2 separate regions of the Mus musculus genome follow, and region 2 is linked to region 1. Evidence: chromatin contacts called from public HiChIP or PLAC-seq data. All regions are on one chromosome and are shown on one strand. Each heading gives the region's core, a stretch centred on a gene start, on an enhancer-like site or on the middle of the called end of the contact. The rest is flanking DNA. Distances are from core to core; before and after follow the strand shown.

Region 1 (5,978 bases), core at 2,501-5,000:
CAGAGAGCAAAGCGAGCTTCTTTCATCTCTGCGGAACGGTACTTAGTAGGATGATTAGCAGAACCACTGACTTGTGTTGCTTATTCTAATTTCCTGAACATTCTACTTTTGTACCTAGGAGAATAAGCTTTTTATTCTTGTTGAAAAAAAAAAAAAACCTACGTTATTCACATTCTCCAAAGATTGTCATCTACGAGTGGTTTGAAATCAGTTTCCTAGGGGGCTGGAGAGAAAGATGGCCCAGCAGTTAAGGCCAGTGTGTTCTTGTGGAGGACCTTGCTTTCAATTCCCAGCCGCAGATGGTGGCTCACAATCATTCATAGTTCCAGTTCCAGAGAATATAATGCTGTCTGCTGGCTTCCATAGGCATCCATGTGTGTTGAACACATCCACACATGCAGAACAAAATAAATCCTAAGATCCTTTAAAAAAGAGAAAAAACCAATTCTAGAACTTGTCTTAGTACATCTATATTTGGTCACCACTAGATGGCATCACTAACACAATCAATATACTGTTGTATATTTGCCTATAAAGCATTCTTACCCAATTCCCAAATGACTCTCTTAGCTTAGACACATGATTTATTATTTGTCTATATTCACACATACATGGTTTGCTTACATAAGAATGAACGGGGCTGTGTGTAATCTTAGTTGCAGGGGATCCAGTGCTCTTCCTCTTCTGACCTGAATACCAGGCAAGCATATGTTTCACACATTCATGCAGGAAGATGTGCATACAAAGAAAATCTAAAATAATTTTTAAAGGATCAGTAAAATTACCAGTTAGCCTTGCTTTCCATTGACTTGCATATGTGGAAAATAATTCCCACGGCTATATATCCTGGACTGGTCTTGAACTCATAGCATCCTTCCTGTCAGGGCTTCCCAAATAAGGGGATTGCAGGTGTGCACCACCACATCTGGTTTTCCATCCTTTAATGGTGAAGAGTATGCAGAAGTTTTGATTATGAGAGAAGCAGAGTCAAGTAGCTAGGTTGGAATGTCTGCTCCAATATTAGCTATGTGATGTTTGATGAATTTCTTAAGATTTTTGTTGTTGTTATTGTTATTGTTGGTGGTGGTGGTTTTCTCGAAACAGGGTTTCTCTGTGTATAGTTTGGCTATCCTAGAACAGTCTGTAGACAAGGCTGGCCTCTAACTTTCAGAAAATCTTCTGTCTCTGCCTCCCAAGTGCTGAGATTAAAGACATGTATCACTATCACCTGGCATATTTCTTAACTTTTTTTTTTAAGATTTATTTATTTATTTTATATATGTCTATGTCTTCAGATACACCAGAAGAGGACATTGGATCCCATTACAGATAGTTGTGAGCCACCATGTAGTTGCTGGGAATTGAACTCAGGACCTCTGGAAAAGCAGTCAGTGCTCTTAACTGCTGATCCATCTCTCCAGCCCAGATTTCTTAACTTTTTTTTTTTTTTTTAAGATTTATTTATTTATTTATTATATGTGTGTACACTGTAGCTGTCTTCAGACACTCCAGAAGAGGGCATCAGATTTTTGTTACGGGTGGTTGTGAGCCACCATGTGGTTGCTGGGATTTGAACTCCGGACCTTTGGAAGTGCAGTCAGTGCTCTTAACCGCTGAGCCATCTCACCAGCCCGATTTCTTAACTTTTAAACCTTAGTTTATTCAACTATAAATGGAAGTGATAATAATGGTAATTATCTCGTGACTGTTTTGAGGACTAAATGAAATAACAAATGTATCTTTTTAAACATGATGTTTAATACACATAAAGTATCTAGAAAATTATTCCAGCTATTATAAATACTATACTATGTTACAGAGTTTTATATTTTTGTTTTGAAGAAGAGAGAGTATAAAAGAGAAAAAGACCAGAGACACTTAAGGGTTTGCGTTTCAGTGCATGTGTGCATATGTGAAAGTCGTAGGACATGTTTGCTGTCAGTTCTCTCCTTTTTTTATGTTTTACTGTTTTTGAGACAGGATTTTGTTGTTTGTGTGGCTGTGTTGCATACTTGAGCTTCCAGCAAATTCTCCTGCTTCCACCTCCCGTTCCCCATAGGAGTGCTGGCATTCTAAATGTAAAGAGCTGTGTCCAGCTTCTCCCATGGGTCCTGTGAGTCAACTCAAGTCCTCAGACTGTGCCAACACAGTCTGAGGCGATCTCTGGCTTCTCAGCTCCTTGTTTAAAACAAGTGATCATTTTCAATATGTGTGTTATGCCTTTGTTTTCTTCTCAGTGCTAAAGATTAAACTAACAGCCTCGAACATGCTTGCCAAATTTTCTACTACTGACTACATCCACAGTCCACCCTTAGCTATTCTCACCAGCCTTGGCTGCTTAGTGAATCTCAAAAATAAAATAAAAAAGAGAAAATGCCTGCTGGGTGATGGTAGCACATGCCTTTAATCCCAGCACTCTAGAGGCAGAAGTAGGTGAATCTCTGAGTTTGAAGCCGGCCTGGTCTAGAGAGTGAGTTCCAGAACAGCCAGGGCTACTCAGAGAAACCCATTCTCAGAGTATGGGGGAGGAGTGAGCAAAATTAAGGTTTAAAGTCTTACATCTAAATAAGAAAGCTGAGTGTGGTGACCCACACCTATAATCTCAGCACGTTAAAGGTAAAATACGGAGTTGAAGGCTACCCTCACCTACATAAGTTCTAAAGTTGATTAACCTGGGTTTCATGAGCCCCGATCACAACAGCAGCAAAAGCTATAATTGCATTGGCAGGCTTCCATTGTGTGGTGTATAGACAGTTTTTGACACTAGGGGGAGCATTTTCCTGCAGAGAGATTTTTCAAAGCTCAGTTTCTACACTGGGCCTTTGGGATACCTACCCTTACAGACAAATGTTATTTTTAGCCTAATTCACTAGGATTTCTTTTTTCACACTTGGGATCAAAGTAGAAAAATGCCTGGAGCATTAGCATTCTCCCTTCTAAAAGCAATGTGAAGGTAGGATTTGGAACTATTGGATTATAGTATAAAATTGACCAAGCTTTATTAGAAATTGTAACCAAATTGTGTTGTCCTTTGAAAATTCCTCCTTAAGAGACATTTTCTTAATATGATCGTTTCAACAAAATACCTTACCTTTGTTATAAGTTAAACACAACAAATATGTATAATATTTGCTGCCCAGATGCCTGTTTTACTCTTAAGTTTGGATTATTTTATTTTAAAGTGGAGCAGAAATTGTACCTTTTTAAAATCTGGCATGTTGATTGTCTTCTCGTGTTTAAACATTGCTGTGGGTAGTGCCTGATAGTTGTCTGTGCTGCTCTAAGCTGTGTTTCCTTAGGTACAGATATTTCTGGGCCCTTTTGGCTCTTGATTCCTTATTGCTGGAAGTAAATATTTGGGAACTATCACTGAGATGTGGTAAAGTGAAGCGGAGAAATAGTTTCCGTAACTGTGCTGTTAATGCCATGATGGTGGTGATTGTCTCAGAGCTAACCTGCCAGCTTCCTCTTCGCTACTTTTTCTAACTCTGATGATTGCGTCAGTGCTCATCTGTGAATCTTTGAGTACAAAGAAGGAAGAAATTACCCCAAATTGGGTTGTGGTGTCACTGATACTGACTTCTGTAGGCACGGTGACTGTGGCATGATCACTTTGAGTCAGAGCTCATCCTGGAAGATTAGCAGCCTCTTTTTAGGAAAAAAAAAAATGCCTGTTGGCCTTTGGTTGATGAGGGAGGGAATGGTAGCTCCTCTCCCTCTCTCTCCCCAAGGAGTGACTCATCTATTAACTCATGAGCGTCACCACATCAAAAGCAGAAACCAAGGTCTCCAGGACATAGGGGTTTATACAGACTGGATAGCTTCCTGCCCTTAAGTCACTATTTATAATTGTGTGCTTAAAAGAAAGCTTCAAAGACTATGTTAAACAACTTGCATAGCTCTCTACCTAAATATGTAGTCCATTTGTTCGGAATACTTAGGTCAACTCATGATCAAAATTTGCTTAGAAGATGGAGGTCAGTGGCAGAGCACTTCCCTAGCATGCTCAACGGCCCGGCTTCAAGCCCAACCTCAGAAAAGAAAGAGGAAGGTCAGTTAGGGTTTGTTAGTGTTTTCTTTGTTTTGTGGGGGTCTCACTCTTTGGCATTGGCTGGCCTGGAGCTCACTATAGCAGCTTGACCAGGTTGATCTCAAACTCACAGTGAGTGATTCCCCGCCTTGGCCAGCTGAATGTTGAGAGTAAAGGGTGTGCTACCAGGCCTGCCCTCTCAGGCTTACTGATAAACATTTGAGGTGATGGGTCACCTAAAAATTGTTAGCTTATTGATGTATATAGTTTACATTGTATAGTGTATAATGTATACTAAAACATCATACTGTACTGAAAGTGATACACAGTTATTTGTAAATCTTTAAAACCAATTTTACTGATTTTAAAGGAGAAACAAAGTATTTCTTCTTCTTTTTTTTTTTTTTAGATTTATTAATTTATTATATGTGAGTACACTGTAGCTGCCTTCAGACACACCAGAAGAGGGCATCTGATTTCATTATAGATGGTTGTGAGCCACCATGTGGTTGCTGGGATTTGAACTCAGAACCTCTGGAAGAGCAGTCAGTGCTCTTAACTACTGAGCCATCTCTCCAGCCCCAAGTATTTCTTTATATTAAGAATACTAATCTGGTAGAATTCACTTGCTTCCAGAAGGTTCATGGGCTAATTAATGTTAGAGTTTACTTTTGTTTTGGCCAGCAGATGTGTACTTTTAACATATAATAATATATTCTTGCCCTAGGTGCCACAGCCATTGTTTTATTTTTAAACACTTTGTTACATTAGGAAGATAAGGCAGAATTCTAATTATACTTTGTTTAAGTCTAACAGATTTAAAGACCTGCCACTCACATTAACTAATGCCCAGGCCTTTGGGTTTAGACAAACCATGCTGCTTTCTATAGAGAAGAGCAGGGAAGTGCTAGCTTGTGACTTGACAAAGAGAATCTAAAGAACAGGTCTGGGGGGCTGGAGAAGATGGCTCAGTGGTTAAAAGGAGTGGCTGCTCTTCCAAAGGACCAGTGCCCACATTGCATCTGGGCCACAACTACCTGTAAATCAGTTAATTCCCAGGAACTTCCTGGCTTCTTTGGGCACAGACATCCAATGTGAACAAAATATCCTTATAAATAGAATTTTTAAAAAGAAATTTTAAAAAAAGAAGAAATAAAGGAATAGGTCAGCTTTTTGGTGTCTATTTGCAGTGAGTAGTTCTATATTCCACCCATCTAGCAGTCCTTTCTGTAGGTCAGAACCTTAAGTAAGTTGTTTTCTGACTGGTGAGAAAAGCAACTGTTTTTAACTTCGGGGGAGTAGAATTCCTGTGTGGCTTCTAAAGTCTCCCAAAAGTCAGACTTTAAACAAGGAAGAAAGAAAGGTTGCAGTCATGCAGACAACCCTTTGTCTCCCAGACATCCCTAGTGATCACATTCCAGACCAGCACGGTCCTTCTGTTCGTCAGTGAAGAGTGAGGCGAACATGGTTTCCCAGTGAATCAGAGCACGCCTCGGCTTTAGTACCTTTGGCCTGAGTTTTCCAGACAAAACTAATTGGAAATTTTGCCCTTGGGATCTCCCTTGACTTCTGTATGTAGATGATAGATTTAGCTATGAGTTGACATTACAGATGCTGGGGAAGCATGCCAGTGTTTAGGAATGTTTTATCAGTTTTAAGACAGCGGCCTTGACTGTAAGACTGTCAGTGTGTCTTCCTAGGAGTATTTATACTCTCTCACACACACACACACAAACACACACACACACTCAGTCTTCATCACCCAAAGAGGTTTGACTAAACTAGTTCCTAGTTTAAAAAAAATGAGGTGTAATTATAATAAATTGTGGTCTGTTCTAGTGTACATACAAAGAACTTGAAAACTTCAAAACCCAGAAAATGGTTTGGGGTGTGTGTGTGTGTGTGTGTGTGTGTGTGTGTAAAATAAAGTAGAATTACATATACTATT
Region 2 (5,978 bases), core at 956-3,455, 290 kb before region 1:
CTGTCAGCTCCACACCCCAGATTTCTTCAGAGTTCCTTGTTTCCGTGTCTGTTTTTATGCTGGTCCCCCCACCCCCACCCCGCAACCCCCCAGAGCTGACTAGGAAGTTAAATTGGGATACCATTGTCACACCACATTAAAAATGCAAGCAGCAAGGCAGAGCATGTCGGCCAGACAGCTCATTGAGACCAGAGGAGGGAAACCTGTGCTAATGGAGGGAGATGCCAGATTGCATGGTAAGCCCTGGCTTCTTTCTGTCACCTCTGTCTGTCACTGGCAAGCCAGAAGGCAGGCCAAGCTAGAGGGTGAAATGAGACTTCTGCCCATTGGGCATCATTGAGATCACGTACACAGCAGAAGAGGAGCCCTGGAATCCCCACTTAGGACTGGAACTGCTGAGGGGCCAGGAGCAAGGCAAATGATGAGTGCAGGCTCTTGTGCTGGGGTCCAAGTAAGAAGAGGGCAAACCAAAGGGTCTGTACTGGCTTTCCATGCCTAGCCACTGTGTGTGAGAGGCCACTGTGTGTGACATCCGTGCAGATTAATTCTCCCAGTGAATTCCTTGTCGGGCAACGTGAAGAACGGAGGGGTATTTAATTACTTGCAGTTCTGTTGTTAAATAAAGATCAACTTTGTCAGTGTGTCCCAGGCTTGCCATAGCTTCCCGAGTGCTGGTGTTACACACTGCACCATCACACCAGCCTGGCTACTCTCTTGTCATCTGTACCCCTGTCCATCAAGTCACCTGAGCTGGTAAAAATAGCCCGAGTGTGTGGGCTGCCTTCATCTCTGAACTGTTTATTCTGTCTTCACCACCTCCTGCCCCATGCCACCTGCCAGCTAGAGCTCTTGCTGGCCGCATGCTCCCTTCTGCATGGGCAGTCAGGTTGGTTGCGATTTGGGGTCGGTTTCCCAAATAAGTAACATGGATGTCTAACTATTGATTTGTCTTCTTGTATTTCAGTCCTTCCAGGGAAGTCAAGGGCGAGCCTACCTCTTCAACTCAGTGTGAGTGTTTCTGACTGGGTACCTGTTTATTGGGTGCAAGTCTCGAGGGGCGGGGCAAGCACTCCTCTGATTCATCAATGACCTCTCTCTGCCTTAGTAATATTAGTAATAATAAAATCCCTAGGGGCATTCCCATTAACCACTGGTAGTCAGTTACCTTAGGGGAAATTTGGTTGGCATCATCTCCAACTAAAACTAATGGTACTCGCTGCAGTATCCCCAGCACAGGGAAAACTTAGAGGGGTCTCTGATAGACCTTCATCGTGGAGGTCAGCCAGACCTGAGATTTGTGACGGTGTGTGTGAGTGTGTGTGTGTGTGTGTGTGTGTGTGTGTGTGTGTGTGTGAGGGTGTATGTGAGAGAGAGAGAGAGAATGAGAAAGAGAGAGAGAAAGGAAGGAAGGAAAAAGGAAGGAAGGAAGAAAGAGAGAGGAAAGAAAGAACGAACGAACTTATGTTAGGGGCAAGGCTTAGGAAGAGCCTCGTCCCTTCTGCAGAGGATGTCGACACAGCCTGTCACGGGATTCAGCCTCTGACTTGGCTAGGAAGACAAAAGCTCGCAGACATCTGATAAACTGTGAAAGGAAATGTAGCTCATTCCTTGGAGCAGGTGTTCTGTAAAGCAGGTGTGATAGATACTCAAGGGTCACTCACCCTGATGATACAGACGGAAACACATGGTCTTGTTCACTGTCTTAGGCAATCCTCTGTAACCCCTGTGCAACCATCTCGAGGCTGAGCCTCCCTTTCAATTACAAGACCAGGGGGGAAGAGATGGCCAAGGCCGTGCTGCCAAGCCTGACAACACAGTTGGGTCGCTTGAAAGCTAAGCTTACTGTAGGAGGAAAGAACCCATTCCCAAAGCTGTCCTTGCCTCCATGAAGGCACCACAGCATGCATGTATCCACCCAACAAGTAAATGTAACGTGAGTTTTCTTTTAGTTACAAGATTATAAATTAGTGTCAGAAAATTTAAATCCTAAGCAAACTGTCATCCAGAGCTATTTTGGTCAACCCACAGAACTGAATCTTGCAGATGCAGGATTTATTCCCACGGAGACATTTCCATGTGGTTACCTTTGAGGCGATGGATGTTTCTCATTTCAGTTTTAGACCAGTTCCTTCTCCCTGTAGGCTTCCCTGGGAGTAGGCCTGTCCAGTCGGTTTTTGCCAGGAGCTCAGCTTGAATGACTAATGGCTGTTTATCCTTCTGACTAACCACCCGCTCGCTCTCTTTCTGTCTTTGGCACAGAGTTAATGTGGGCTGTGGGCCTGCAGAAGAGCGGGTGTTGCTAACAGGACTACATGCCGTTGCAGACATTTACTGTGAAAACTGCAAAACCACTTTGGGCTGGAAATATGTAAGTACAACGAGCCTGGGAGGGAGGGCCTCCTGGGTAAGGGATGCTTTCTTCCAAGGGCTGCCCTCAGCCCTGGGGGCTCGTACCTTTGTAAGAAAGGTAATCCTGTTCATCCCTTCACCTGGCCTGGAAACACTTCCGTGGGAGCGCACGAGTACAATTATTAGCAGGGCCTTAAAGCATCTCCTGAAAGCTGACTGTAACAACCCTGGGAAGACGGCTCAGTCAGCAAACTGCTTGTCCATAAACATGAGGACTTGTTGAGTTCTGATACCCAGGACCCTTGGGAAAAGCTGGGTGCAGCAATACATGCTTGTAATCCCAGAACTGGGTAGGCATAGACTCGGAGAATCCCCGAGGCAGCCTGTGCAGCCAGTGGGGGAGCTCCTGATTCAATGGGAGGCACTCAAAAAGGTAACTCAGGAAGACACTTGACACTATCCTCTGCCTAACACATCTTCATTTTCTCTTTCTCTCTCACACACACAAACACACACATGCACACACCAACAAGTATATACATATACACAAAAATAAGAAACACTAGCTATCCAAACATGGTCCTATACACTTACAATCCGTGCACTTAAAAGATTAAAGCAGGTAGATGACAGACCCAGATGGATCACATGAGACCCTGTTTCAATGAAGTAACAGAGACAGACAGACAGACAACTAACAAAATACAGAACTGTCTGAGTATGTTAGCTGGGCTTGGGTCTCTACAAAAGTATGATCAGTGCTTCCACAGTTACCAGCTAGTTTTTGCATGCCGTCTAAGCAGCAGAATGAGGCTCCAACGGGCTCTGTCTCTTAGCTGGCTTTATGCCCTCACGCTCAGCCTTTTCAGTGCTAAGCAATTCAATGTCACCTGTGCATTGCGGTACAAGCCTGTGATTTTTGTATTTTGGAGGAGGTGGCAGGAGGAGCTTGGCCTCTCTGGGGAACTAATAAAATCTCTTAAAAGATATAATAAAGTTTATTACAGGGAAATAAATTAAGGAGCAATGGGGCCGTGTGGTGGCGGTGATGTTAGGTCTTGCCAAGGGACAGATTGTCCTGAAAGTTGGGTCCTTTTCTTCAGCCCGCCACGAGCAGTTGTTACAGGAACGCACCACCACATGATCACAGTTCTGCTGTTGATCCTAGAACTCCTTCATCCATTGAGATGTTGGGTTAGAGGAAGAGATAACCCTGAGTAGGCTGGTTTCATTTGTTGCTTGAGGTTCGGGTTTGGTGATCTGACAATTTTATAAAAAGCTGTTGACTATAAACTTACTGGGAGTGAGTACTGTAGGAAGCACTTGCCTAGAAGCCCTGAACTTGACCCTGGCATCAGGAGAGGAAAAAAGATGGCGATCCACTCCCTATCGTGATGATGGGCAGGACATCGGGGAAGCATCCGATGGCTTGTATTGATCGCCTTGGTGTACCCAACTCTGTTCTGTTCCTTTGTCTTGGTATTTTTATGAACCTACAGAACAACCCTACAGTGCAGTGGCTCTCAACCTTCCTAATGCTGTGACCCTTTAGTACAATTCCTCATGGTGTGGTGACCCCCCAACCACAAAGTTGTTTCTGTTGCTACTTTATAACTGTAATTTTGCTACCGGTATGAATGATGATGCCAATATTTTTGAAGACTGAGGTTTGCCCAAGAGGTTGTGACCCATAGGTTGAGACACTGAGTAGCTAATCGGTTAGTTAAGTGAGCGGTTCCAGAGACTGACCCAGATTATTGACTTCCTGCTGGAGTTCAGAGCCACCATCACGGATGCCGGTGGGCAGGTGATCCACTTTGCATTTCTTCTATTTAATAAGAAAACCTCGTATCACAGGATGCTGGGAACTCACTATGTAGCCCAGGCTGTACTCCTTCCTCCTGCCTGTTTCCCAGTGCTGGGATTATAGGAATGCCCCTTGATACCGGAGGAAAACTCACCCTAGTATTCTTACTCTTCTTCATTTCTGCCCTAAACACAGGCACAACAGGTCTTATTCTCAAATTATAGCACAGACAGACAGACAGACAGACAGACAGAGTGCACAGGAAAATCTGCTGAATCCATAGCTGCTGAATCCATAGTACCGAGTGTTTGCACATTCTCTGGTCTCCTAGCTCCCCTCTTCCTCACTTTGTAGATTGATTCTTCACTCAACAAGACAACTTAAAGTCTGAACTCTTGTTCTAAAACACAAGAAATAGAAAGTTCTGAATAGAGGTGGTAGTTCACTAGTAATGCCCGCTGAGCAGTGGTAGCACAGGCCTCTAATCCTAGTACTTGGGAGGCAGAGGTAGGCCGACCTCTGCATTCCAGGACCACCAGAGACGCAAGAGTCTCTGTCTTGAAAACAAACAGAAAAAAAAAAGCTGTAGTTTGTATCATTATTATTTTGGAACAGTAGGATTTGGTTTCTTACTGATCTCAGAGGCTCTGCCAGAAGAGCCCCTTATCTACTGCTTGTGCCTCTGTCATTACCCACGTGACTTCCGGGAGAGGTGTTCTGGGATAATGTATAAATGCTCGTGTGCTTCCTCACTCTGCATGTGAGATAGTCCTTTGTCCTATATTGGGAAGAAAGGCCTTCTGTAGGGCTCGCTGAGAGGCTCCACGGGGGCGGGATGGTGGTGGAAGCAACCTGCCAGGGAGGTGGAGAGGGTGGGGTGGGAGGAGGTTCTGCAGCTCGGGGGTTCATGCAGTGTCTAGTACCCTGGAGCACAGTAGTGAAAGAAAAGCACTTGATTCACCTGAGGTGGAAACAGGGAGAACAGAAAGTAAGACCTGATTGGCCTTATAGTCTGGAGGTACTTGCTATCCTACTTATGTATAACAGGTGCAGCTTTTTGTTGTTGTTGTTGTTTTTGTTGTTTTTCCGAGACAGGGTTTCTCTGTGTAGCCCTGGTTGTCCTGGAACTCACTTTGTAGACCAGGCTGGCCTCGAACTCAGAAATCCTCCTGCCTCTGCCTCCCAAGTGCTGGGATTAAAGGCATGCGCCACCACCGCCAGCTAACAGGTGCATCTTAAGATGATAACCAGACTTCTAGAAACAAATGTCTGTAAGGCAGACTCCTAGTAAGCTTCAGAGATCCCAGTTCCCTCAAGAGCTCACATACATGTATGTGTGCAAATGAATGTCAGCTTAAGACAGGGATCACTATGTAGCTAGCCATAGCTTCCCTGGAGCTCACACAGACGCCTCTGCCTCTGCCTCTGCCTCCGGAGTGCTGGGATCAAAGGTGTGTACCACCTTGTCAGGGCTTTTTTTTTTTTTTTTTTAATTAAGAAGCCAAGAAACTTCACATAAAACCAAGGTTGTCTACTGCAATGCTCCCAAACTGGCTTCCAAGATCAGCAGCTGCCTTTCATCTGTTTCCTGAAGGCCTGTTATCTGACTTTCAGTCTTCCAGGAATGCAGAAGTTTGCAAAGCAAGAACATCTCTGCTTAAAGTTTTTATTGTGTTACAGGCAGCAGAAAGAAGTGACTACATATGGGCATTTGTGGGTATTGGAGAGGAAGGTGTACTGAGAATAGAGCTAAGGGAAGGCGTGGGGAAGAGAGGGCAGTGAGGTGCCTGCCGCAGGTGAGATTGGGATCCCAGGCTGAGTA

What was found. HiChIP or PLAC-seq counts read pairs in DNA pulled down with a chosen protein or histone mark.
Region 2: a FOXA1 HiChIP or PLAC-seq map of pancreatic cancer cells shows a contact between it and region 1. The contact joins two enhancer-like sites. A contact is called at or near these places in 2 of 115 datasets of contacts at active chromatin or transcription factors (large pre-B cells and pancreatic cancer cells) and 1 of 9 other capture datasets (adipose tissue).

The regions. Positions count from the first base shown.
Region 1 is chr11:86,650,428-86,656,405 of GRCm38.p6, reverse strand. All of the region lies in intron 5 of Vmp1 (vacuole membrane protein 1), which reads left to right. Among named protein-coding and RNA genes, the nearest start is that of Vmp1, 30 kb to the left of the region's middle. Within about 2 kb of position 3,750, at least 136 of the 459 cell types and tissues checked have an H3K27ac peak or open chromatin away from gene starts, as enhancers often do. A contact at or near this core is called in adipose tissue and pancreatic cancer cells, where this site is marked.
Region 2 is chr11:86,940,963-86,946,940 of GRCm38.p6, reverse strand. It overlaps Ypel2 (yippee like 2), which reads left to right. Exons shown (of 5, transcript NM_001005341.3): 3 at 965-1,008; 4 at 2,260-2,368. Among named protein-coding and RNA genes, the nearest start is that of Gm51915, 39 kb to the left of the region's middle. Within about 2 kb of position 2,205, at least 42 of the 459 cell types and tissues checked have an H3K27ac peak or open chromatin away from gene starts, as enhancers often do. A contact at or near this core is called in adipose tissue and pancreatic cancer cells, where this site is marked.